7 separate regions of the Mus musculus genome follow, and all the other regions are linked to region 6. The links are chromatin contacts, called in public ChIA-PET, HiChIP or PLAC-seq, Micro-C and promoter capture Hi-C maps. All regions are on one chromosome and are shown on one strand. The core of a region is the stretch at or near the end of the contact, and the rest is flanking DNA. Distances in the headings are between cores, read along the strand shown. Region 1 holds the start of Cdk11b (cyclin-dependent kinase 11B). Region 2 holds the start of Prxl2b (peroxiredoxin like 2B). Region 3 holds the start of Atad3aos (ATPase family, AAA domain containing 3A, opposite strand). Region 4 holds the start of 1500002C15Rik (a long non-coding RNA gene). Region 5 holds the start of Ssu72 (Ssu72 RNA polymerase II CTD phosphatase homolog (yeast)). Region 6 holds the start of Faap20 (Fanconi anemia core complex associated protein 20). Region 7 holds the start of Mib2 (mindbomb E3 ubiquitin protein ligase 2).

Evidence for each region. Promoter capture Hi-C pulls out the DNA fragments that hold promoters and counts their contacts. A called contact is a pair of places that touch in the nucleus more often than the background predicts. ChIA-PET counts read pairs in DNA pulled down with a chosen protein or histone mark. HiChIP or PLAC-seq counts read pairs in DNA pulled down with a chosen protein or histone mark. Capture Hi-C pulls out chosen DNA fragments and counts their contacts.
Region 1: an RNA polymerase II ChIA-PET map of memory CD8 T cells shows a contact between it and region 6, with 6 read pairs. The contact joins the promoter of Cdk11b here to the promoter of Faap20 in region 6. A contact is called at or near these places in 1 of 39 promoter capture datasets (liver), 3 of 115 datasets of contacts at active chromatin or transcription factors (bone marrow-derived macrophages, memory CD8 T cells and microglia) and 1 of 9 other capture datasets (adipose tissue).
Region 2: a promoter capture Hi-C map of pre-B cells shows a contact between it and region 6. The contact joins the promoter of Prxl2b here to the promoter of Faap20 in region 6. A contact is called at or near these places in 17 of 39 promoter capture datasets (the 3T3-L1 cell line, the C10 cell line, the HPC-7 cell line and 11 more), 3 of 15 datasets of contacts at CTCF or cohesin (embryonic stem cells, large pre-B cells and stem cell-derived epiblast-like cells), 29 of 484 Hi-C or Micro-C datasets (B cells, the Ba/F3 cell line, CD8 T cells and 13 more), 17 of 115 datasets of contacts at active chromatin or transcription factors (bone marrow-derived macrophages, embryonic basal ganglia, embryonic forebrain and 7 more) and 3 of 9 other capture datasets (adipose tissue, embryonic stem cells and liver).
Region 3: a Micro-C map of embryonic stem cells shows a contact between it and region 6, with 1.7 times the contacts expected there. The contact joins the promoter of Atad3aos here to the promoter of Faap20 in region 6. A contact is called at or near these places in 1 of 15 datasets of contacts at CTCF or cohesin (embryonic stem cells), 1 of 484 Hi-C or Micro-C datasets (embryonic stem cells) and 1 of 115 datasets of contacts at active chromatin or transcription factors (embryonic stem cells).
Region 4: an H3K27ac HiChIP or PLAC-seq map of large pre-B cells shows a contact between it and region 6, with 3 times the contacts expected there. The contact joins the promoter of 1500002C15Rik here to the promoter of Faap20 in region 6. A contact is called at or near these places in 2 of 39 promoter capture datasets (the C10 cell line and liver) and 1 of 115 datasets of contacts at active chromatin or transcription factors (large pre-B cells).
Region 5: a contact with region 6 is called in a Micro-C map of embryonic stem cells, with 2.1 times the contacts expected there. The contact joins the promoter of Ssu72 here to the promoter of Faap20 in region 6. A contact is called at or near these places in 2 of 39 promoter capture datasets (liver and neural stem cells) and 2 of 484 Hi-C or Micro-C datasets (the G1E-ER4 cell line and embryonic stem cells).
Region 7: a contact with region 6 is called in a promoter capture Hi-C map of adipose tissue. The contact joins the promoter of Mib2 here to the promoter of Faap20 in region 6. A contact is called at or near these places in 3 of 39 promoter capture datasets (the HPC-7 cell line, liver and pre-B cells) and 1 of 9 other capture datasets (adipose tissue).

The regions. Positions count from the first base shown.
Region 1 is chr4:155,623,573-155,626,272 of GRCm38.p6, forward strand. It overlaps Cdk11b (cyclin-dependent kinase 11B), which reads left to right and starts at 1,282. Exons shown (of 20, transcript NM_007661.4): 1 at 1,282-1,369; 2 at 1,959-2,082. The coding sequence starts at 1,972. It overlaps Gm16023 (predicted gene 16023), which reads right to left and starts at 1,183. Exons shown (of 3, transcript NR_040441.1): 1 at 787-1,183.
Region 2 is chr4:154,897,740-154,900,439 of GRCm38.p6, forward strand. It overlaps Prxl2b (peroxiredoxin like 2B), which reads right to left and starts at 1,304. Exons shown (of 7, transcript NM_025582.3): 1 at 1,204-1,304; 2 at 737-941; 3 at 389-440. The coding sequence starts at 1,266. It overlaps Gm52690 (a long non-coding RNA gene), which reads left to right. Exons shown (of 2, transcript XR_003955190.1): 1 at 1-311; 2 at 692-2,700.
Region 3 is chr4:155,759,859-155,762,558 of GRCm38.p6, forward strand. Atad3aos (ATPase family, AAA domain containing 3A, opposite strand) reads left to right here and starts at 1,334. Exons shown (of 3, transcript NR_027972.1): 1 at 1,334-1,428; 2 at 1,527-1,919. Atad3a (ATPase family, AAA domain containing 3A) reads right to left here and starts at 1,240. Exons shown (of 16, transcript NM_179203.3): 1 at 944-1,240. The coding sequence starts at 1,145.
Region 4 is chr4:155,733,052-155,735,751 of GRCm38.p6, forward strand. 1500002C15Rik (a long non-coding RNA gene) reads right to left here and starts at 1,391. Exons shown (of 2, transcript XR_001784583.2): 1 at 1,334-1,391. It overlaps Ssu72 (Ssu72 RNA polymerase II CTD phosphatase homolog (yeast)), which reads left to right. Exons shown (of 5, transcript NM_026899.3): 5 at 422-828. The coding sequence ends at 523. It overlaps Tmem240 (transmembrane protein 240), which reads left to right and starts at 1,753. Exons shown (of 4, transcript NM_001101506.1): 1 at 1,753-2,095; 2 at 2,347-2,453. The coding sequence starts at 2,039.
Region 5 is chr4:155,703,387-155,706,086 of GRCm38.p6, forward strand. Ssu72 (Ssu72 RNA polymerase II CTD phosphatase homolog (yeast)) reads left to right here and starts at 1,429. Exons shown (of 5, transcript NM_026899.3): 1 at 1,429-2,075. The coding sequence starts at 1,996.
Region 6 is chr4:155,248,699-155,251,398 of GRCm38.p6, forward strand. It overlaps Faap20 (Fanconi anemia core complex associated protein 20), which reads left to right and starts at 1,268. Exons shown (of 4, transcript NM_001190445.1): 1 at 1,268-1,364; 2 at 1,808-1,952; 3 at 2,058-2,338. The coding sequence starts at 1,303.
Region 7 is chr4:155,667,797-155,670,496 of GRCm38.p6, forward strand. It overlaps Mib2 (mindbomb E3 ubiquitin protein ligase 2), which reads right to left and starts at 1,423. Exons shown (of 20, transcript NM_001369164.1): 1 at 778-1,423.

The DNA.
Region 1 (2,700 bases), core at 32-2,531, 370 kb after region 6:
AAATCAGACTTAGTTTCCAAGTCACTGATAACTCTGGAGGCAAAGTAAGAGCTGGGATCACAAAGTGTTTCACTCCAATATCCCTCATTTTTTTCATACACTAGTTGTTATATTCTTTCACATCTTACCATTTCACAGTCATAACTAACAGTGGTTTCCTTTTCATTTTGTTTGTTTCTGACCCTAACTCAAGAAATTTAATCATATTGCTATTTTTTGTTTCACGATACAGAGCTGCTTTTGTAGCCTTGGCTGTCCTAGAACTAGCTCTGTAGACCAGGCTGGCCTCAAACTCACAAGAGGTCCGCCTGCTTCTGTCTCCCTAGTGCTGGCATTAAAGGTGTGCTCCACTGATGCATGGCATTGCTTTTTGTTTGTTTGTTTTTTTCCCCAATACCCACAGGATAACCTGACAAAAACAAGCAGCTGGAATTTTCCTTTCTGCTCTCTCTTCCATAAGCCCTGATAGGTTAATAGGTTTTTAGTGGAATCGTAAAAACCTTTAAGACCTTCAGGTGGTTTAAGTACACGTTTGAGAAGTGTCTAGACACTTCAGCATTTAGAATGAAAAGAAAACAAAAAGAATACAGAGATACAGGCCAGAAATAGAGGCTAGGTCTACGTACTAAACTCTATTTCAAAGCAAAACAATAACATAAAGACTCAACCACTATCGTAGGCCAAGCAGAAGAGGTTGTTTTAAGGAGGTTGGCTGAGGAAACTGGATTCGTTTCAATGTTTTCTTGTGCAGGGGACTTCCTCATCATAGGATGTTAACTAGCCTACCTGTGAATTCAGCTTCCTGGGTCCTGGGTAGGTCAGAAAGACAACTTGTTTTTCCATTGGATGGCACGACGCCACTTTGGAGGCGTCTATACGTCAGAGCAATTAGTCTGATGGGTAGAAACAAATGTCTGGCTGCGGAAGGTTGAGTGGCACAAGCAGCTTGTCACGAGTGCAAATGCTGCTCGGCCTGCAGACTACGCTACCGAGTGCCTGGAGGTAGCCCTGCCTGGCAGAGCGAAGGTGCAGCGGGAGGCACGGTTTCCGGTTTCCGCAGACGGCCGAGCGCATCGTCTCGAAACGTCATCTCTCGGAGACACCCCAGGACGTTACCAGACGCTACTTCGCTTTTATCCGCCCAGCCTCGCGTCGTTGGCAGGAGCCAACTCACGATGTAAGGACACTTCCGGTGCGCGCAAGGTACTGTGGGGCGGCCAAAAAAAGTCGAGCGCACACGCGGTTCGTCGTCGTCGTCGTACGTCATCATCACGCTTCCGCGGAGGAAGTGACGACAATCCTGGCGCGCGCCGGGCGCTGTTCCTTCCCAGACTCCAGGACCGGCTGCGGCGGCTGTAGCGGCGCAGGGGTGAGTAGCGGCGCGGGGGTTCGGAGCAGGGTTTACGGCGCCCCTGAAGAATCGCGGCTGGCGACACGCTGCTGCCGCGGAGCAGTCTCGCTCCACACGGAGCTGAGGGCGGTGGAGGCGGCAGGCCTGGCGGCCCCCGGAGCCGGCCCTTGCCTCAGGTTTGCGTGACTGAACCCTCAGAAGTGGGACCCCGCCCCGGAGTCCCGCGCTTGACAGTGCACCTTGATCTTACCTGTCACCCAGGCCTCCCCGCGTCCTGGAGCTTTCTCATACAACCTTTTGACACCTAAGGCAGAGTGTGTTGAGTGCGAGGCACTGAAATGACCTGGATGGTCTTTCATCCTAGAACAGTACCGTTACGTGGATGATGATGGTTGCGTTTTACGGAAAACACTGAGGTAAACTAAGTTACCCAAAACCTTACAGGAATGACAGAAACGACAGTGTATTCAGGCAGAATCCTTCCGACCTACCGGGACTTACTCTGAAACACTAACGATTAGACTTAAGTGTTCGGAAAAGACAGACCGACAGACCGACCGTAGCTTTCTGTGTCCCGAGGTTGCTTGAATTGTTTTTCTTTTTGCAGTGTTTTAACTCAAATGGGTGATGAAAAGGACTCTTGGAAAGTGAAAACGTTAGATGAAATTCTCCAGGAAAAGAAACGAAGGAAAGAACAAGAGGAGAAAGCAGAGATAAAACGCTTAAAAAATGTAAGCTATGTTTTTTAAGTAAGTGGTTTTCTTAAAGAAGATTTAATTTCTTTGCCCTCATTTTTCCATTAGAACAACGCTTCTTCGGTGAAGTTCTTTTGTACTTCCAAATGTCACAGGTGAGCCCAAAATCTATTCTAAAATTAACAAAAACATTCATATACTCAGTTGACGTTGAAGATAGATTAATAACACACTGAAGCTGTATCGAAATGAGAATATCTCGTTACAAAATAAAATATTCTGAACCTAGAATCATTACTGCCACCAGACTAATTTTTCTCATTTCATTATTAGTATATTCATAATACCATTTACCAAGCATTTTTAATAAAGTGGGAACTTTCCTTGCAATTAAAATGAGTGCTTTGTAATTACCTTGCTTTGGATGATGATATATTTAGAGTCCTTAGGTGACTGGATAAGAAACATTGATATAAGTGCTTCTTATTGTCAATATATGTATGATGTATTTCGTGTGTAAAAATCCAACTAAAGTCTTAGTTTTGGCTCAGAAAAACTAACGTTCATATAGTCTTATGACCCTTATCATGTACAATGTTTTAAATTTTCTGTTCTCAGGTTTCAGGTTACCAAAAAAAAAAAAAGTGATTTTAA
Region 2 (2,700 bases), core at 54-2,553, 350 kb before region 6:
CTAGCCTTGGGGGCCCTGGAGAGGTGGTGTGGAGTGTGGGGAATGAGCTCCAAGCTGGGTGTGCCCAGGGATCTCGCTTAGCCGGCACTGCCTATCATGACAGGCAGTCTGTGGCAACAGAGGACTGCAATGAGCCATGGCTAAGGCACTGGGCTCCAAGGTCCCTCCTGTTTATGAAATAGCAGACTTCTGAGGACAGGCCTGCCTTGGACCAACACCCATTAGAAGACTCAAAGAAGGGCTGGCTGAAGCACCAGTGTCAGTTTCCATGAGACAAACTGGAGAGCAGAGCAGATGGCAGTAGCAAGAAGGTACATAAGAGAGCGGTGGCCACTCTGTCCTCCTGTTGTCCCTGGTTAGACTCATGCCCACAAACAGTCACACTTACCGCTTGAAGCCCAGCTCCTTATAGATTTGCTTGCTCTCATCAAGGTAGAGTTCTAGAAAGGAAAGCCACAGCTATGTGCCCCAGGCTTCCTACAGTCTGTCCCCTCCACTTACTGTATCCAGCTCCACCCACCCAAGCCATGAGTAGCAAGGCAGGATTGAATGTCACCACTGCTTAAACGGGAAGGGCAAGAGTCACTGGGACTTTGCCACTAGGTCTGGGCACCAGCCAGGGCACAGGCTGAAGGCAGGGCAGGGAAGAGCTGCATATGCTGACACATGAATATGTTCTTGTTGGGCCTAGAAAGGGAGAGGTCAGCCCAGGCTCTGAGTCCGGGAAGAGTCGCACCTCCTGAGAAGTAACCACCATCCAGAAACTCCTGCAGGCCCAGGGCCTCAGGCCCCACGCCCACCAGGCGCACATCGTGTTGGTCCAGGATGCTCCGGAGGTTGCTGAGGTCCTGGGCGATCCAGCGGCACACCATGCAGCCGAAGCGTCGCAGACCGGCCACCACACAAGCTTTCTCCTGCCATAGGCTCCGCAGCTCCACAGCCTACAGAATGGATCGGTCAGGGGACATGGGCTCACCAACCCCCTATGCCCGGCAGCCTCACATGTCCCGCAGCGTGCTGCTCCAAGATTCGCAGCTGACTGGTCCTCCTGATGGTTCCTCTGTGGACCATGAGCTGTACCCACGCCCAGTACGCGAACTCATAGGACCCCTCAGGACCTCCACTCCAACCCATGTGAGTTGCCAAGGCTCTGGGCCAGGTATTAGGGGAGGCGTTCTCCGCCCTGCGCGAGCCAAATCTCACCTCCCCAGTCACTGCATGTTTCAAGACACACGCTCCTACGCGACCAAGGTCCACCACATTCATGGCCTCCTCCGTCCCTTTCTGCTCCACGGTCCCTTCTCGCAGCCTGGGGAGGCTCACTCTGTCCTGCGCAGCCTCTTCAGCCAGCCTATGCCCCGCCCATAATCCCGCCCCAGTCCTGGTGGGCACCACCTCCAGGGGGTTCAGGTCACATGACTGTGCGCTTGTCTCGCCCCAGGCTCCGCCCCTGATATTAGTATACAGGCACACCCTCTCTCCAAAGAGACAATCACTGCAGATCTCTTTGCCTAAGCCTAGGTTGTTCTCATATGTATAAGCTTATTAGCCAATGGCGTAGCAGGTAAAGCTCAATGGACAGTCTGCAAGCGGTGCGCCTGCGCAGAATGCGTTTGCGTGGCTCTCTAGCGTTTGCGTAGCTCTCCACTAGCATCAGGTGGTCCCTAGTAGTGCAGCAGGGTGGTAGAATTAGAGCCAAAAAGTTGAAACGGGGAATCGAACTCACAAATCACTAGTGTGAGGAACAGTAGGGCAGCCGGCACTTACAGTAGTGAAAGGACCAGCCTTTCCAAGTCTAAGTTCCTGCTTTGCATTTTCGCGAAATCCTATTAACTTCCATCGTAAAGTACCATTTCCTGCTGTGTGGATGTCAGTTTTTAAACTACGGGCTCTCATGTACAACAATCCAAAGGAGATAAACAGGAGCTCGCAGTGGTGTGTCCCTAGGAAGAGTAGAAGGCTCAGGAATCCACGTGTTCTGTCCTTTCCTCACTAAGTAAGCCCTGTGATGCTTTCTAGGGCCATGTTCAAGCATCTGACAGATGTAGAGGCTAGGAAAGGAAGAGAGCCACCACAAGATACCTAGCTGAGGCTGAACAGCCAGGCAGGAAGTTAGGAACCATACATATCACTGTGTCAAAAGGAGAAGCTAGAGAGATGGCTCAGTGGTTAAGAGCACTAGCTGCTCTTGCAGAGGGCCCACGGTTTGGTTCCCAGCATCCCTACAGCGACTCACAATCCTCTGCAAGTCCAGCTTGAGGGCATCTGATGCTCCCTTACGGTCTCTTCAGGCACCAGGCACTCACATTGGGCCCAAACCTATGCAAGCAAGAGTAGGCTGGGGAGGTGACTCGGTAAAATGACAGAGACCTGTAATCCCATGTCCTGGGGGAAGCAAAGGCATGAGAATCAGCAATAGACCTTGTCTCAAGAAATACGATTGAGAGGCACTGAGTAAAACACTCAACCGCTGGACTCCCCGGGCACACACAAGTGCACACAGGTGTGCAAAGGTACATTTTAAAAAAGGAAAGAAAATAAAGTTGCAGAATCAGGAGGAGCTGGTCCTGTAGAGCAACTGGTCCTGGAAGCACCACCAGAAGAAATCCAGAGATGGGGCTTCCTCTGCTTCCTGTTAAGTGTTGAGGGGTACAATGCGAGGGTCCCAGGAGCATGGGAAGATGTCTGCAGAAAGTGCTG
Region 3 (2,700 bases), core at 84-2,583, 510 kb after region 6:
TGAGTTTTTGCCTGCATATAAGTATGTATATGTCTGGTACCCTTAGAAGCCAGAGGAGTCCTTGGATGCCCTGAAACTGGGGTTACAGAAGGTTTTGAGCTGTCATATAGGTGCACAGAATTGAACACAGGTCCACTACAATAGCAACAAGTGCTCTTAGCCTTTCAGCCATCTCTGCAGCCCCCTGCAGGCTCTTAAAAATATTTCAACTAGCTAGGCATAGTGACACACGCCTCAGGAGGCCGTGGCAGGTGGAGCTGTGATTTCTCTGACAGCCTGGTCTACAGGAGTCTCAGCCAGGGCTGCACAGTCTTTATAAAAACAAGAACAAACAAAGCAAAATAATCAAAAAAATCCACCTTACATTACACTTTGGCACAAACTGTCAACATCAAAACAAAAATGTGTCATTTGTTGGGAAAAGTCCTGGCCTTTGGGATCCATCAATGCTAAAATCTGTCTCAGAGAGGATCAACCTTTACGGACACCCTCACCTCACGTTCCACAGTGGAATGCTATCATCCAATAGTAAACACGACATCTACTCTCTCCTTTTTAAGTGAGAGATTGCTATTAACTACCACAACACAGGATCGCCTGACCTGGCTATGACTTTTGGCCTGCACCACGTGGAGGCAGCTAGAAAGCCCAACAGTAAAGTAGGTAAGGCCAACATTGGCACAGGGTCTCTCCTACGACCTACGTGTTGACAGCTACAAGTGCAAGAGGGTGGCAGGATCGGGGTCTCCCCCAATGCAGGACGGCTATGACCAAATGTCCCATAAGCGGCCATTCAGGTCACCTGAAAGGTACGGCTGCGAACGACCACTGTGCTGCTAAGACGTCAAGAGGACCAAAGTCCTAAGGGCAGCAGCTAGTGCCTCCGAGAGAAACCTCCCATTTCCCAGGGCCTCGGCCCGCCAAGCCCAGCCCGCGCACTCACGCGAGTGCTCCAACTCGCGAGCCGCTTTGGCCGCACGTTCCAGGCCCGTCGGGTCGAAGTTGCTCCATTTGTCCTTGGGCGATGGCCGGTCTCCCGCCCCGCGGTCACCGCCGCCCTCCGCCCCGGGTTGAGCGGGCGGCAAGGGCAGCGGAGGCCCTGTGCCTTCGCCCTTGGGGCCCTTGATGCCGAAGAGCCACGACATGGTCTGCAAGCTCCGCGCGCCCTCGGCGGACCGTACCGGAGCGTGACTCGCGAGGCTCCTCGCAGTCACCACGCGCCGCGGGCGCGACTCACTGCGCAGGCGCGAGCCACACCCCTTCCTTCTGGACGACGGAAACCTAGGAGGGTCAAGACGTTCTCAGCCGCCGGATTGGCCGCTGACATAGGGACGCCAGTGGCGTCGGTGGCACGATTTGCCCAGCTTTCTAAGGAGGCGGAACTGGACAGAGCTCCTGGACCAGGCAAATAGGAGCAAAGTTTTCGAGGTGGGTGTGCCTTCATCCTAGAAAACTTTTTTTTTTTTTTTTTTTTTTTTAAGCAAAGGTGCTATTCCTCTGGGGTCGTTCTGTACCTGTCGCTATAGGCATTTATGGAGACGCCCCAGCCACAGAGCCCACAGACGATCAGAGACACTGGACTCACACCACGGAGGGTCAGAACTCTTCTGCTGTGAATCCTACCCAAAGAACAGAAGAGGAAGGGAAAACCTGAAGGTGCTGTGGGTCTCCCGGAGCTAATTTTTTCCGGACTTGAGATGCCTCAGGTCACTGCAACTAAGGGCGAAGTAATCGGGGTGAGACCTCCAGCCGGGAGGACTAGAGAAGGGGTCCCTGGCGCCCCTCGACCGGCCGGGCACCCCTGCTGTGACCCCACGCTTTCTCGGAGCCGGATTCATGTATATCTGTGGCTGCTTTGAGCGTCTCCAGGCCAGCGGCTCCTACAGCCAAGCGTGCATAAGAATAAGAGAGTTACTTAGGTCAGAGACTTGGGCGCCTCTGACAAACAATCCTGCACCATTCTGCTACGATTGCTCAGGCGGTGTTTTGAGCCCGATCCTCTTTGGTGTTTTGGCAACCCACGGCGGCTATTGGCATGCTGCTGCTTTGCAGTACAAGCCAGAAAGCCAAGCCGACTCCCAGAGCCTGCAGAGGGTACATTACACTCAGGAGCTACTTAGAGTGAGGGCTGGTGCTCCAGGCTTGTGCTTGTTAGCCAGTGAGCGCTCCTTGGGAGCCTGCTGAGCCAGGTGCCTGCTCTGGACCTAGGGTTGACCTAACCTTTGGGCAAGTGGAAGGTAGCATGGACAGTGGCAGTTGTCACTAGGAACCCACATTTACCAAAGTCAGCGTCTTGGGTCCAGGCATCTTTCATAAAACCGGTTGAGTTCACAGAATTGTTTGGACTGTTTTTTAACACTGGACAAAAGGCAATTTTAAATGATAAAAAAGGAAGTTGAAGGTATGTTATTAGTCGTATTTATTTTTTATAAAACTTTAATTTTTTAAAATCTTACTATTAATGATAGTTCTTGAGTGCTGTAACCTTCCTTATAGCCCACCACCCATCAGAGATAGTGGAAAAAGGATATGGGGGAGGTAGACCTGTTTAGAAATGGTTCTTTGGAACAACTCCTGTCTATGTTGTCTGAAAATCAACAGTTCATTTCCCAGGTTAACAGCAGCAGCTCCATCCATTCCCATACACTTCACAAACACACTAACAGTCCAGTTCGATAGTCTGGATAACAAACATGAATC
Region 4 (2,700 bases), core at 141-2,640, 480 kb after region 6:
GGAGAAGAACCAATAGGTGTCTGGAGGGTGGAGGCCAGATGTGAAGTTGATGCTGCAGTGCACAAAGCATAGTCAGCATTCACACTGGACGACTGTAGGAAAATGCATGCCGGTATCTGTGTGCCTCACTTCACTCATTGCAGATTTGGGATAGCACTGGTTGATGAGGCTTTCATGTACCTACGACGCCTGAGAACAGAACCTGAGTTCCAGCCTTGGGGTCCAGGCCTCCCTTTGAATCTAGCCGTCCCACTCCCAATATGGGGTACTCCTATGATATGTTGTATATGTCTGGTAGGAACAGGCTGTGAGGGAGCTATCCTGAAGCCTGGGTCCCTGCAGAAGTGAAGATCAGTGGAGGGCAGGGTCAGGGAAGGCGCGTCACAATGCCCGGGTTCACTCAAGGCCGTGCTTTTCCCAGATCCAGCACACTGAGGACATGGAGAATGAAATCGACGAGCTGCTGCAGGAGTTCGAGGAGAAGAGTGGCCGGGCCTTTCTGCATACTGTCTGCTTCTACTGAGCCTCCTGTGCTCGGTGCATGGCCTGCCCTGCACAGCCACCTTTGTTGAAGCCACTTTTTCAGTGTGTTTTCCTTTCAGATATTTGTTTTTACTGCTAGGTGTACATCATCAATGTACTGTACATATGGAATGAGACGTACGCAGAAATGCCAGATTCAAATCCATTGTTTTTAACCAAAAGAAATAAAGATGGTTTACTCTACAGCCTACAGCAAGTGTCTGTTGTTGGCCCTTTTCTCTCCACTGCTGAATTGTACAGAAACCTAAATAAAGCAACAGGCTGTCTTATTAAGGGGAAAAAAAACCTTGGAATTGCCACAAAATAGGTGCTGCTAGAAGTCTTTGGTTTGTCCTGAATTCCTGGCCTGACTCCCTGCTGAGGAAGAGACTACTCGGCCATTGAGTCCAACCCTGTGATAAACCTGAGAGCACCCTTCTGAGAAGTAGGGCCGGACCCTGGTGCCTTAACAGCTCAGGGCCTGTGTGAGCTGATATAACTGAACTCCTGTTGGAACCTTCAGATACAGTGGGGTCTGGACTTGGGGGGCTGGAGGTCAGCTGTCCTCTTCCTGCTTTCCAACACAGGGCAGGGTTGGTTCTTCTGTTGTCAGCTCTGTGGCCAGCACAGGGCTTGGGACTCAATCCCAGCATGACCGGCAGCCACAAGAGGATCATAGACGCTGGCAGCTGTTCCAGCACCCCTTCCTCCTCAGAAATCGCCTAGTCTTTCCCACAACTGCCACGATCTTTATGGCATACTTGGCCCATTCCGCATCGCATCCGTATCGCCTACCCTCCTGCCCTCCTACCTCTGCTCATGTAGTCATTAGTCCCTGGTTCCTCTGACTTTCCAGGCCCCTCCTCTGATGGCACTTTCTTGCTGGAGGAGGCGGGTGCTGACACTTCCTGTCCCTCTCTGGAACCCGGAGAACCAGAAGGAGGGGCCTTACTTGGGGAAGTAGAGCAGAAACGACCACCTGGTCCAGGCCAAGGCCCAGTCCAGCGCGGCACTGGGCAGGGAGACCGGAGCCAAGGCTGATGACATGGGGCACAATGTGGAGCCGAGGCCGGAGGGGAGGGGTCTCGGGCTGCGTCACAGGGACAGGAGTGGAGAACCTCGCCCCTGGATGCTGGCGCGGGGCGGCGAAGTCCCTCCCCGGAGGCGGAGGCAGGAGGAGGAGGGAGGAGATAGTGAAGAAGAAAAGGAGGGAGGGAGAAGCCTGGAGGAGGGAAGAGGGAGGAGGGAGGGGGCCGCCGCGCAGACCGCAGGGAGCCGGGCGCAGGGAGCACCGGAGGGCGGAGCGGAGGGCTGCCAGCAACGGGCGACAGGCGAGCGACCCCACGTCAGCCCCCACATCTCGGCTGCCTGTGCCCGCGCCTGCCCCCGGGGTCCGCGGCGGCCCGGCGCGCGAGCGCTGACCTCTGCGGAGGCGGCGCGGGCTAAGCATCGGGCCGGGGCCGGGAGGGGCACCGGGGCCGGGGGGCGGCGCTCCGGCCCGGCCCGGCCCCGCCCGATGTCCATGAGTGCGAACACCATGATCTTCATGATTCTGGGGGCGTCGATCGTGATGGTGAGCGGAGGGGCTTCCCGCGCGCGCCCCCTGCTTCTGCCGCCCGCCCGCGCGCGCGCCTACCCCACCTCGCTTCCTTGTTTACCGGCCCGTGCGGCCTGCGCTGCCCTCGCTGCGATCTTGCGCTGCCCTCGCCCTGGTTGCCCTGCGTTTCCCCACCCACCCACCCACCCCTGCAGTCTAGTACTCCCCCTTGGCACCCCTTTCGGCCCGGCCCACTCCTCGCCCTGACCGGTCATGGGCTCTTCCAGGCCATCGCGTGCTTGATGGACATGAACGCGCTGCTGGACCGATTCCATAACTACATCCTCCCGCACCTGCGGGGCGAGGACCGCGTCTGCCACTGCAACTGTGGCCGGTGAGTGCGCCCCGGCTCTAGGCACTACACGCGTGATCACACTTGTGCAGCGGGCCCCACTTGGCCGGTGAGCCCGGAGCAGGCTGGGCCGCAGAGCCTGGCTGGATGATGGGGGCCGCTTCTGCCCGCCAGGTGCTGGGGGAGGGGTGGCTAACGGGAACCCTAGGTCAGCCAGCCGCTCCCTGGGAAAGGAAGCATGACTGAGTCTGTTAGGAACTCCTTCCTCCAGTTCCTTTAGAGAAAAGGC
Region 5 (2,700 bases), core at 179-2,678, 450 kb after region 6:
ATAAATAAATCTTTAAAGAAACAAAACCACCCAGCACATAGGCCTCAACAGCTAGTGTTCTCACACAAAATAAATCTTCAAAACAAACCAAACAAAGAAAAAGCCCAGCACATAGGCCTCAACACCTGACTAAATAGAAACATAGTCCATAAGTCCCCAAGTAAAAACTTCCTCAATGTTCTAATCTTGCTTTTTGACTTCCACAGTTCTGCTTCTCGCTAACTGAAGCATGCCAATCAAGATGGTCTTTGTACATAAAGTCAAAGAGCTGCAAGGCTCAAGGTTACATGATTTGGGCAAGTTCTCTGTGCAGCTAGCAGGCAAAAATAAAGACTTTCCTTTTGGCTTTCAGAGTGTCCACGTGATGGTCTCTGTGGGCTTACTCGCAACAGGTTCTCAATACTCTCCTCCTCATTAACACAAGGAACAATGATGGCAGACTTCAATAGCAATGAGGAGGTTCATAGTGGGAAATTTAGTTTCAAAATAGGACTGGAGAGATGGCTCAGTAGTTAAGAGCACGGACTGCTTTCCCAAAGGTCCTGAGTTTAATTCCCAGCAACCAAATGGTGACTCACGATCATCTGTAATGGAATCCCATGCCGTCTTCTGGTGTGACTGAAGACAGCCATAGTGTACTCATATATATAAATAAACTTTAAAAGAAAAAAAGGTTGCATGGAGGCTAGAAGATTCTAGGCCTAGGCAAACAGGTAGAGGTAGTCTTTGAGACAATTACTATAAGCGAATAAAATATACTTTTATAAAGGAGGGAGAAGGGATGAAAAAGAAAAGAGGAAGATACAGGAATAATAGGAATAAAGGGTAGATTACTGAATCTACGGCTTTTTTTTTGAGACAGGGTTTCTCTGTGTAGCCCTGGCTGTCCTGGAACTCACTCTGTAGACCAGGCTGTCCTCGAACTCAGAAATTTGCCTGTCTCTGCCTCCCAAGTGCTGGGATTAAAGGCGTGCGCCACCACCGCCCGGCAAAACACAGCTTTTGTTATACTTACTACACATTATCTACCTTCTTGTCCCTGACAATCTCATACTGCTCCAACTTTAAAGGAGTTCTCAGAATCTCCAAACAACTTATCTAATCCCCTTCACTTCTTGACCATTCCATTCGAGCTAGAGGGGACAGGTCACCAGGCAGGTAGGCCGGCTGTAAGTCGACCTGATTACCGAGTTCTAGGATTAAAGAAAAGTGTGAGGCACCACGCCCAGCAGCAACTCTATTTCTCTCTCCCCCTCTCACTTGAGATCGAGCTCTCAATAGGCAACCTAAACTGGCTTCCAACAGAGAAGCGATTTTTCCTGCCAGTTTTCCGATTGGCCGAACTTGAAGAGCCCGCTACCTCACCCATATTTTTCATATCGTTTACATGTTAAGCTGCAACGGGCTCACAGAGGAAGTGACGTGCTTCTAGAAGTCCAGTGACTCTGAGGAAGGTACTCGTGATAGAGATAGGGCACAAACCAAGTGCTGGAGCCCAGTGCATCTATGAAATTGGCAGAGTGACCACCTGGAGGAAACCGGAATGAAAAACGTCCCAACCACACCAAGAGAAGCCGCGGAAAGGACTTGAGACTCCCCGGACCCGCCCCAACGCCCGTCCCACTGAAGTTTTCAGTATTGCGCAAGCGCCGCGCCTAGCGCGTCATCCGAGGCGACGGTACATTAGGACGCAGGCGCGGCTCACACCGCTCCAGTTGCCGGCGCAGGTCCTGTGACGTCACGCGCCGGCGAAGGTGGTCCACGACCGCCGGCCTCGGCTGCTCTCAGGCTGATTCGGCGTCGGCCGGTCGCCCTCCCGCGCCGGCTGCAGTACGAGCCCAGGAGAGCACCGTCGGCCTCCCCACGCGTTGCGTTGCGTTGCGTTGCGTTCACTTCCGTGTCGCAGATTTCCGGTTACCGCCATCTTCCTCGCGCGGAAGCCGGCTTCTAGGTGGGAGCTCCGTAGCGAGAGCAGTGGGTAGTTCGGTCGGTGCCATGCCGTCATCGCCGCTGCGGGTGGCGGTGGTGTGCTCGAGTAACCAGAATCGGAGCATGGAAGCACACAACATCCTCAGGTAGTGCAAGCTCCACCTGCCCTCCGCCCCTCCCTCCTCTTTCCCACAGATTCTTGTCCAGACCCCGACCCTGTACTGACTGGGCCGCGGAGGTCGGGCCACGCCCGGCTTCCACGCTCAGCGAGCCCTCAGTGGGGTCCGTGCGCGCGACACCCTCGGTAGTGTAGGCATCCCCGTAAACCCTAGAGGTGGCCACACGACAGCTGGGGCCCTCTGGGTGCTGGACGACCGGGCAGTATCACGGGGTAGGCCAAGGTCTTTCCGTGCTGCGAAGGGTGCCTGGTGTTTATCTTTCCCGTATATGTGTCGTCCGGCCACCTTGGAAAGCTCTCCACACGTCACATCAAGATGGAACGAGTCTGGAAGCAACAACAGTGATCTGAGGTGTTAACGTCAGGGACTGTTTATTGCTGTCTTCGTTTGCAAGTCTCATGCACCAGCCACCACCCCTCTCAGCCCCATAACTTTAGTCAGTAATTTCTGGAGCACACGAATTCATTTGGTTCAGTGGGACCTCCTCATATTTCTTCACGAATTCACCAGTTTCTAGTAGGGCATTCATCTTTGATAGTATTTTATCTTAAAAAAAAAAATCTCTTGACAAAATGAGAAACTGATGCATTGT
Region 6 (2,700 bases), core at 18-2,517:
CAGACTTGCGCTGTCCTGCATGGTTTCATGTCAATTCTGAGAACTGACCTCAGGCCCTTATGCTTGCATAGACACTTTGCCTACTGAGTCACCTCCCTAGCCCAAATTCAACTTTTTGTTTTGTTTTGTTTGAGACAGGATCTTTCTTCATAGCCCTGCTTTCCTGGAACTCACTCCATAAACCAAACTCATAGAGATCCTCCTGTCTCTGCCTCCTGGGTACTGGGATGAAAGGTCTGTGCCAGTGTTCTTGCAAAGGATTCAGGTTCATTTCCTAGCACCCACATGGTAGCTCACAACTGTCTGTAACCACAGTTCTAGGCGGTCCAAGACCTTTTTCCAATCTCTGTGGGCACCAGACACATACGGCACAAATACATGCGCTCTCCGAGATTAAACTTGCTCTTCCTCTTCAAGTCTGCAGAGACAGAAGACAACCTTAGTGCAGAAACCATCCCCAGACCCTGGTCTAGACACAACTTCCAGGATGTGGAACCTGGAAGTACACACGGTGTGTGTGTGTGTGTGTGTGTGTGTGTGTGTGTGTGTGTGTGTGATCTCACCTAAGGATGGGGTGCAAAGCTCTGACTGGAGGAAGACCCAGGAAAAGGGTCTGCGAGTCAGATGGTTGCAGGACAGGCGTTTGGAACGGCCCTGACCCCTGGGGGCTGTGAAGTAGAAAGCTACTAGCGAATCCCAATGCGTACATCAAAGTGCCTGGACTTTTGCTGCCACCAAGTGATGGGCTGCAGGATTGCAGGACGGGATATTGGTTAGGTAGGAAGCCCGGGTTTTTCACTCTGAGCCTTCGTCCCCTGGGCTTTGCGGTTTGATTGCTCTTCTCTTTGGTAGAAAAACCCAGTTCCTCCTTTAAGAAGAAGATGCTGGCAAAACTGGGCCTGAGAATTTGGTCCTATCCATGGGGCCTTCCTGAAAAAGACTACAGAACTGGAAACTGAGGCAGGGCATTGTCTGGGAGGTGCCACCGGCAGGGCAAGCCTGACAGCTCTCTGCACGTGTTGACGGAAGGGAGCCCAGGCTCTGCACAGGCTCGAGTGGCCCAATCTCGCACCCCTGCAAACTGGAGGGCAGCTCCGCCCTGTCCCGCCTCTCCCTCAAGGCGGCAGCCTCGTGTTCCCAACGGTTGGGATCTCGGCGCCTTAGATTTCCAGCGCCACAAAGGGGAGCTGGCACTTGGCAGAGCGGAGAGTGGGGGGGGTCTGGAAGCCGCCGGAGCGGATCCCGGTCGGAGGGCGGGCCGGGCTGTAAGTCTCACTTCCGCCGGACGCTGTTTGGAGAAGGATGGAGGAGGAGCGGAGACTGCGGGGGAGGCTGAGCCGTCGGAGGCCGCCCGCGGGGGGCGGGTGAGGCGGGACAGAGCGGAAGGGTGGGGTCCTGGGGGCTTTGGAAGGCGCTGAGACACCGGGAAGGCGATGGGGACGCCTCGATGTTCCCGCCTAGCTGCGGGGTTCCTCGCACGCGTGCATCTCGCTACCAGCCGCGCTCCGCCTCTCTCGGGGCGCGGTCGCTTCTTCCGCCCCAACGCTGCTGTTCCCCACCACCACCTCCGCCACCCCTCTTCACGTCGCCCATTTATCCACTTCTTTCTCAGCCCCAGGCTCCGTTTCCCCCAAGAGTCCATTTACCCTTCTAAGTGAGGTTCCTTCCCGGTCTCTTACTATGGACTCCCTCCTCCATTACCCCATTGTGGACCTGCTCCCTAGCCCTGGTACCCCTCACTGTAGAATCAACTCTTCACGATATCTCTACCATGGATGCCCCGGCTGACTCTTCCTGTGCTTCCCAGGCCCCCTAACTGCCGCCCTTGGTTTCTCTCGGAGGGAAGTAAGAGTGAGCCCTGGGCTGCTCTGTTGCGCAGCACCGTGAGCGGGACCGCGGATTGGACCCCGAACCGTCAGCCATTACCACCGCTGCCTGCTTTTCCCAGCCAGGTGTGTCCAAAAGCACTAAAGAAGGATGACCTGGGAGAGAGTTCTCAGGCCCTGGGGGAGGTCATGGTGTTGGTGGCTGTGACCTTATGGGGACTTACTTTTCAGGAGTCTCTACCTGACCCAGAGTCCACTGTGCCTCCTGAGGCCTTCACTGTGGGATCCAAGACTTTCTCCTGGACGCCTTTGCCACCTGCCCTTCGTGGCTCTGGAAGCTCCCGCCACCTGTTCTGTGAACCTGAAGGCTCCCTGGGGTCACCTACTCCATCCCTGAAAGGATGCCCTGCACTAAATTCTGGTCGAACTCCCAGCGCCCAGGAGTGTGTGCCTGTGCAGAGTCCACTTGCGTTGCTGAGTTGCCCGTTGTGCCAGAAGGCGTTTGACCCGAAGTGAGTGTCCTATCACTTAAGACTTAGCAGGGTGTAAGGTCCACCGACTTAGGAGGCTAAGAGAGTGCCTGGATGTGGCTCTGGCCTTTTGTTTATAGAACTAAAATTTAAATTATAAATATTTACATATATGTGTGCATGGCACATATGCATGTGGAGGTCAGAAGACAACTTCTTGAAATCTGTTCTTAGCTTCCACCATGCGAGTCCTAGGGATTGAACTCAGACCCTCAGACTTGGCAGCAGGAACCTTTATTTGCTGAGCCTTTTTGCTAGTCCTGGTTAATCAAGCGCAAAGTTAGCTTGATTAAGCAGCTGTCAGAACATAAGGCAGCGCCTAGTTCAGAGCCCAACAGTCTCCT
Region 7 (2,700 bases), core at 173-2,672, 420 kb after region 6:
CTCACAACCATCCATAACAAGATCTGACTCCCTCTTCTGGATTGTCTGAAGACAGCTACAGTGTACTTACATATAATAAATAAATGAATCTTTAAAAAAAAATTAAGTCATGTTATAGTATAAAAGTTAGCAGATTGCCTTTATTCAAATGAATAAAACTACATGACATAGAGAGGATTCAGGACTCGAGTATATCTCCCTATACCTCTGGTGGTGTCGGAGATACTGTTGAATTGAAAAATGTCTAACAAAACTGGTTCATCAGAGGCCCCTACTAGGCAGGTGGATGTCCTAGATGCTAGTAGAATCAAACAAGAATGTCAACTGAAGACACAGAGGCCAGGAAACCAGATCTACCCTGCACCAAGACATCTGCTGGGGGACATCATTAAGGTTCAGGGGTATCATGGCTACTAATCTCTGGGGAACTCTAGGTACACTGTAGCTTGGGGTTCACCACCCTGCCTAGGGCTGACCTTGGGTGGGATAATGACATTCAGATACTTGTTGCATCAGAAGCAACAGGCCACAGTGGAATATATAGCCAGGAGACATTCTATAAGCAGCCAATCTTGCTCTGTCCCCAAGCCCACTAGCTCCTTAAGAGCCTTCCTGGCATCTCTGCTTTTCTTATTGGTTCTGAACCCAAAGGAGGCAGAAAGGACGATTTCTCACTGCCCAGTCCACTCAAGCACATTTAAACAGAAACACAAACCCTGACACATCAGACGGCATCCTCAAGAGAAACAAACCAAACCCGAACTGTCAAGCGCTCACCTGTCTGGAGGTCCAGTGTCCCCCACCCGCCTTGAGAATCGGGCAGGAGCCCTGATGCTTGGAGACTTGGGACTGGCCTCCGCCGTGCTGACCTTCCTCTCTGAAAGCCCCAGGAGATCCAAACCTATGGCCAGGGGTGCTGAGACGCAGTTAACATCTGAGAAGGGACAGAGGCCGCTGGTCGCCTTAAAAAGCTCCCATGGGTCTGGTGGCTGGGACACGCTGCATCACCCCCACGCACCGAGAACGCGCAACGGGCACGAGCTGGGTCCAGGGGGAGAAGCACCAAAAGCCCGTCGCGCTGAAGGGCCGAGGTCAGCCAACAAAACCGCAGCCCCGTCAGGACGATCAGGACCCCTAGGCCCCGTGCCACCGCCCCCGTCGCTGGGAGGACGCCCGGCCCGGCCCCCCACTTGCCAAGAGTTTCCGCGCTCGTTCGGCCCAGGAATACCCGCCCCTGAGCAGCGCAGAGGCTGACAGTGGAGCCTCGGCTCGCCACCGAGACGCCAGCTGCAGCCCGCCGTCCTCCGCCCCCTAACAGTGTTTAGCAAGGCCGCCTCTCTTGCGCTAGCCCACCAGGGAGCCCCACCACGGCTCCCCGACTACAGTCGCGGGGCGCCGCACAGATTGCCGGGAGCTGTAGTTTGCAGAGCCAGCCCGGGGGCGGGACAGACGACTCCCAGGAGGCTCTGCGCGTGACGCACTATGCTTAGGGTCAGGGGGCGGGGCTTATAGCTACCAAGGCACCCCGAGCATGACGTACACGTCTGGTCTGGTAGCAAAGGGACCGACGGACGCGTTATGCATGGTCAGCGGGAGCTCTGTTTCTCTAAAGAAGAAACTGGAAATGCCTGCGTCTCGGCATTCTTGGAACAGAGAGGGAGCGTTGAAAGGGGATGGGCGCAAAGTCGCACCCGGAAGTGCGTGTGGGCGGAGCCAGCCCTGCACAGGTCTCCTGCGCAGTACTAGTTCCCAGGACGCTCTCTGTTGCCTTGGAGACAGAAGTTTCGGGTGACGTCTTGCCTGAAATGGGTGGGGTTTCCAGAGATGTAGCGAAAACGCATCCAAAGTAATTCTTTTGGCTTTTTTTTTTCTTTTTGAAATAAGGTTTCACTATGTAGCAACGTGTAGCAACATATTGCAACATAGCCTGGGCCTCACTATGTTGATCCTGCTGACCCCGAGCTCATGGAGCCCCACCTGCTTCTGCCTCGAGAGTGCTGGAAATTAAAGCATGCACTACCACACCCTGCACGACTTAATTTATTTTATAATCAGAGTTGCGCCCATCTTTTTTCTTTTGTTTTCCTATCCTCTATCTGGAGCGGGGTGGGAATCAACTCAGACCTACTGAGCAACCCCCTACCCAGCTACTGATTTTAGTCCTACAGGCATAAAGTTAACAAGCAGTCATCCTGGCCTTTGTGTTTATAAACAGTATACTGCCTTGATTTACATGTATTAGACAGTTCTATGAAGTTCCTCAGACCACAACAACATAGTTCTCCAGCAACTCTCCCCACAAGCTTTGCCCCCATGTGCAAGTTACCTCCATATGTATTGTAACTGTCCCCTCACCAGCTTGCTGTCTAGGTGTATTCCACTGCTGCACACTACCACATATGAACCCAGTCTATTCCGGCACAATCGTAATTGTTCTTTGTTCTTTTCTTTACATTTATTTATTTTTGTTGAGGGAGGGGACACCAGTGCCATAAGCTGTAACCTCCCCCAGCCTGAAACAAGCTGATCCAGACCTTGACCTTGAGGCCACTAGGGAGATTACCTGGGGTGGAGCCTTCCTGCCTAGATGGCTCTATTGTTCTGCCACCTGCCACTGCTCCTCCAAGACACTGCTACCTGCTGAGAGGCCGCTGAGATATACCTGAAGAACACCCTATCCTGCAAGTCGCCTACAGGCTG